2 separate regions of the Capra hircus genome follow, and region 1 is linked to region 2. The links are chromatin contacts, called in public Hi-C maps. All regions are on one chromosome and are shown on one strand. The core of a region is the stretch at or near the end of the contact, and the rest is flanking DNA. Distances in the headings are between cores, read along the strand shown. Region 1 holds the start of CLEC3B (tetranectin). Region 2 overlaps LARS2 (probable leucine--tRNA ligase, mitochondrial).

Region 1 (2,700 bases), core at 5-2,504, 350 kb before region 2:
TCACTTATTTATTTGTATCTGTCTGCGCTCGTGGTTTCCCATTTGACTGTTATCGTCACTGTTTTGATGCTCAAACTGTCCCCGATTTGGGCCCTAAGAAGCTCCTTCAAGCTGGTTCCGTGTCCTGCCACGTTCTCACCCTTCTTTAAACATTTTCTTATGTTCTGGCAAAATAACTTGTGCTGGGCTTAGTTTCTCCTTTTCCTGCCGCGGCCCTGGAATGAGCCGTTGCTCCAAGGTGCTGCAGTTCCTTTTCACGGAAAGCCGTATTGAGAAGCCGGCGCTTGGATGCCAGGCGAGCTCAAGCCTTTGGTGGGGCTGCTGCTCCACCCAGACATCTGGCTGGGGGACTGAAGCGCACATTTCCGTGGACAGCTTCAGACTGGGCTTCATGTGTCAAAGTCCACAACTGCACACCGACAGCTCCAATGTCAATCCTACACGGTAGGAAACATTCTCTATGTTTTCTCTATGTATTTGTACCTCCCTTTCCTGACAATGAGAAACCTGACTCCCGTGGTCTTTTTTGTTTTCTTTCTTTCTGTGTAACCACTCTCTCCCATGTGCCCCCACCTGCTCTCCCATGCAGATCTCTTCTCCTCACCGGGACTCCAACACTCCATGGAGGACCTCTGTTCCCCCAGGGGGTGCCCCCTTCCACCCTGTTGCGTCCTGACACCCCACACCAGACTCCCCTTCCTGGGGGCATTCTTTCCTCCCTGCTCCATCTGACACCACTCTGGCACACCAGGTTGCCCCTTTCCCACCATGGTCACCTCGGCTTCAGGAAAGGATGGTTGAAAAACAGAGAGTGAGGCAAGAAAAGAAAGGTCTTCTTTGTATTTTTAACCAAACATGCATCAAGAACACAGACGCAGAACTATAAAAGAATCGCAGCAAACACTCCAGACAATTTGGCAGTGAGCCCCAGTTCTCTCCCTAAGGAGACACGGTTCCATGACTGTTCTGTACCCGGGCTGGGGTCAGATACCAGTGCTGCCAGTAGGTCCAGTACCTTAGGCTCCCTTAACCTCACTGAGCCTCAGTTTCCTCAACTGTAAAATGAGGAAATGCCAGCACCCGCCTCACATTGCTGGTGTGAGGCCTCTGTGAGGCCAGGGAAAAGCGTGACCCAGCGCCTGCCTGAGAACTGCCCAGCAGATGTGAGCTCTGAGGACAAGCATGTATTTTTCAGAATCCTAGAAAACAATGACTGTTTCAGAGGGCGGGGCCAGGATGCTGGGTGGGTGTTCCCCGAGCAGCAGCCAGGTTCTGTGGCTCCCAGGCCTTCCTCTTTTTGAAGGATTTTTTTTTTTTTTTTTTTTTTGGCATTCCTGCAGCCGACTTTGGGAGGGTTTTCTGGACAGAGGTCCTTGTGGCCGCTGCCTTAAGACACGCAGCTCGGGCCCCAGCGGCCAGTGCTCTCTGACCCAGGCCCACCGCAGGCAGCAGCAGCAGCAGCAGCAGCAGCATGGAGCTCTGGGGGCCCTGCGTGCTCCTCTGCCTCTTCTCTCTCCTGACCCAGGTAGCCGCCGAGGCCCCCGCCACCAAGGTCAAGAAGGCTGCAAATGCCAAGAAAGGTAAGGAGGTGGGTGGGGGAGCTGGTCGCTTTCTCCTTGACTGGCCCTCACCCTCCGTTTTCTCCTTCCCTTCCCTTCTCCGCGAGCCCAGGGAACAGTGAAGTACCCCCCCCTCCCCCCCCCGCCCCACCAACTGGGACCTGGGTGAATTCTCCAGCCGCAGGGGGCAGCTGTCAGGCTGTCGGAGTCACGGGCTCTTAGAATCAGAAAGAACCTTCCAGATCGCCTTAACGGACACACACTCCTCCCCCACCTCCCCAAGATTTTAAGAGAAACCACATGTTTGGCTCGGCAGCCTGGAGATGTCCGACTCTTCTCGGGAGGGCTGACAAGGCACCACCTTGTCATCTCTGAACCTCAGGCTTCTCAACTGTGAAACAGAGATGGGGGCCTTGGCGCAAAAGGTTGGTTGGGAGGATTTAACGATAGAAAAACACGTAAGGCTTCTGGAACACAGGGTATAATGTAATGCACAGGGAAGGAGATACGGACAGCTTGCAGTTCTATGGTGCATCACAGCCTTCAGGAAATGAAACTGTTCAAGGCTGAACCAGGACAGTGGAGGCAGCTTTGCTCTCCCTCCACGGCCTCTGGGCCCGGGGTGTCCTTGGGTGGCCCTGGCCTCAGCAAGGCCTGCCCTTGGAGCCCTGCCTGCAGTGAGGTCACCCCGGGCTGTGTTGAGACAACACTAGTGGAGTGTCATGGCAATGCAGGGGGCTGTCACCCCCCAGGAAACGAGAGTGCTGATGCAGGCAAGCAAACGGCTGGCCTGGGGCCACGGGCCCAGAGGAGGCAAGGCCGGGGGACATAGCTGCCCTCAGGCCCCTCCCGGAGCCTCCACTGTAAATGGACAGCTGCCCACGGTCCATGGACGATGTACGCAAGGGCACTTTAGGACCACGGAGCCCCACAGGCCTGCGACACAGAATGGGCGGGTCCCGGTGCCGACAGGAATAATCCCCAAGGTTCAGTTCATAAAGTAAACAACAAAAAATTCAAAACAGAATGGATACTTACGTAACATTTGTTTTGAAAAAGGGATTTATATAAAAATATTATATTTACTTCAAAGAAAAAAAAATACCTATTTACTTGTATATGCATAGAACTTTTCTGGAAG
Region 2 (2,700 bases), core at 129-2,628:
ACTCTTGTTTGGCTGCAGCAGACCAGCGACTGAACCCAGGCCCCCAGTGCATTGGGAGCACAGACACTTAGCCACTGGACCACCAGGCATGTCCCTTTGATTTGAACGCATCTTTGATTAGAAACTTTATTTCCTTTTGTATTTTTCCTCTCCCCATCAAGACTTTCACTGGGGGAAAATTGCTTTTGTGTTTTGCTTCTATTTGTCTTTCATTTGATAGCAGGGTTTTATTATAACGTGTAAACCTCTTAGGAGCACATCTCCCTCACTGCATTTTGTAACTTGGAGTCTGAGAGCTGCCAGGCTGTGTGGGAAATGTCGATGAGAAAATCAAGTCCTGTCCTGTTCTTGCAATCCGCAGGGTTGAGTGTTTGCTCCTTCGCGTCACCCGAGGCTTGCAGCGGGGACGGGAGGCAGAGGTGAAGGCATACGGGGCTTTTGTTCCCCCTTTCACATTTTGTACTGTCTTACTTGTGCGCTAGTTTTGGCTTTGGGGGGACAGGGGGCTCTTGAAGGAGCTGTCCTCGTTACTGAACAGCACTTGGCCCTCTCTTTATATCTTTTAAGTGGTATCCTTCCCCTCACCCCTACTAGGGGCAATGATAAAAGATAAGTAAGCCTCCCTTGGCTTATTCACCTCCAGTTTTTAGGTCTGCAATCATTTGTCCTATATTTTGTCTCTCTCTGTCTATGGATTCAAGGATTTGGGGGACTGTAGAAAGAGGGGAGAAAAATCACTCTATGCCATGTCTTTTCCATTCCTACTCTATGCTTTACATGTTTAAAATTTGCAGTGGGTATTATGACTTTTTGGAGAAGGCAATGGCACTCCACTCCAGTACTCTTGCCTGGAAAATCCCATGGACGGAGGAGCCTGGTAGGCTGCAGTCCATGGCGTCGTGAAGAGTCGGACACGACTGAGCGATTTCACTTTGACTTTTCACTTTCATGCACTGGAAAAGGAAATGGCAACCCACTCCAGTGTTCTTGCCTGGAGAATCCCAGGGACGGGGGAGCCTGGTGGGCTGCCGTCTATGGGGTCGCACAGAGTCGGGCACGACTGAAGTGACTTAGCAGCAGCAGCAGCAGCAGCATATTACTTTTTAGTTGTAAAATCACAACCCATAGCAGTTAGCCTCTCCGGCATTCCTCCTTTTTCTGTAATTTTTAGATATGCCTTTGGATCAGTCAGGGTCCCAACAGAAGAAAAGTGGGCCCACCTGACAGCAGTCACTGAAGAAAACGTGATGAAAAGACGGATTCTTTGCAGAGTTCGGGGAAGCCCACAAGGGGTGGTCCAGCCCCTGGCACTAGGAGCAGAAGGAAGCCTTTGCCCACCTCGGGTGGCAGGGGTGACACGGGGAGCCACTCCTGGAACTGGGAGAGCGGTAGCTGGAGCAGCAGGCAAGGTCGGCCCATGAGCCACGCGGGAAGGAGCTGGGGGCCTCTCACTGGTTGAACCCAGTCGGAGGGCAAGGGTCCAGGTTAATGTGGGCACAGGGGACCACTTCCACCATAGAACATGGTGGAAAGAGGATTGGAGGGGCAAATCGGCAATATTCAACACAACGTGTTGAATATTAGAATCGTTTATTGATATTTTAAAACACAATATATACGTTCTACTGCCCAAACACGTCTCCGTACTCATTGCCCTCTTTGTTCTAAGTCTTACCTAAATATCATAAGGAATGAATGTAGGGGACTTCCCTAGTGGTCCCTATGCTGGGGGCCTGGGTGTATCCCCGGTCAGGGACCTCGATCCCACACGCCACAACTAAAGATCCTGCGTGCCACAGCGGTCCCACGTGTGGCAGCTAAGAGCTGGCACAGCCAAAGAAAGAAAGAAATAAAGACAAATGCTTTTTTAAAAGGAGTGAGTATAAATGGCAGGGGTGTTTTAAATGAAACTAAAAACAAATTAGAACTCTGTGGAGAGAAACTTCATCCTGGTTAAGACTATAGGTTCTATCAGCCAAAGAAATTTATGGAGAAAGATCTCAGAATATTGTTACCTTTTGGGGGGCCGATGTTGATGGGGAAAAGGCGGAACAGAATTTTCTGGGGTGCTGGGAATGCTCCATGTCTTGATGAATGATGGTGGAAATAGATCGAGCTATACATTTAAGATTTATTCACATTACTCTGTATGTTGTACCTTAAACAGAAGTTTTTTTTTTTTTAATCACAAAAATGTTTACAATTCCTAGAGACCTGAGTTCCTACCCTGCTGTCTCTGTTACTTACTGACTGTGTGACCTCAAGCAAGTTATTTAATCTCTCTGTTCTTTAATTTCCTCCCATGCACCTTGAGGATAGTCGTATTCTCACCTCAAAAGGTTGTCGTGAGGATTAGAAGAGCCTACCTTAGGGAAGCATTTGGTACAGCATCTGGCACATGGTAATCACTCAGGAAGTATCGGCCATTTCTATTAAGATAAACCTATTGTTTTCCCTAAAATAACCCAATTCTGGTAAGTTCTGGGTATCATTTTTTTTTCTTCTTTTCTTCTATTTACTAAAATTTCCAATCTGCAAGTCTATCCTTTTATACAAGCAGATTCTGAACTTGAGTTAGCCACATGCATACAGCCTCCCTTCCCAGGCCTGTCCTGAGAAGGTCAAAGCACTGGGGCAGTTCACATTCTTTCTTTTCAGCTTGCCAGTAGCTTCCTTGCCAAACGATGCTCCAAGGAGATG

What was found. Hi-C and Micro-C count contacts between places; a contact is called where the count stands out from the background.
Region 1: a Hi-C map of blood shows a contact between it and region 2, with 5 times the contacts expected there. The contact joins the promoter of CLEC3B here to the enhancer-like site in region 2. A contact is called at or near these places in 2 of 5 Hi-C or Micro-C datasets (blood and liver).

The regions. Positions count from the first base shown.
Region 1 is chr22:54,166,320-54,169,019 of ARS1.2, reverse strand. CLEC3B (tetranectin) reads left to right here and starts at 1,254. Exons shown (of 3, transcript XM_018067001.1): 1 at 1,254-1,580. The coding sequence starts at 1,472.
Region 2 is chr22:53,821,074-53,823,773 of ARS1.2, reverse strand. All of the region lies in intron 7 of LARS2 (probable leucine--tRNA ligase, mitochondrial), which reads left to right. Among named protein-coding and RNA genes, the nearest start is that of LARS2, 66 kb to the left of the region's middle. Within about 2 kb of position 1,378, at least 1 of the 5 cell types and tissues checked has an H3K27ac peak or open chromatin away from gene starts, as enhancers often do.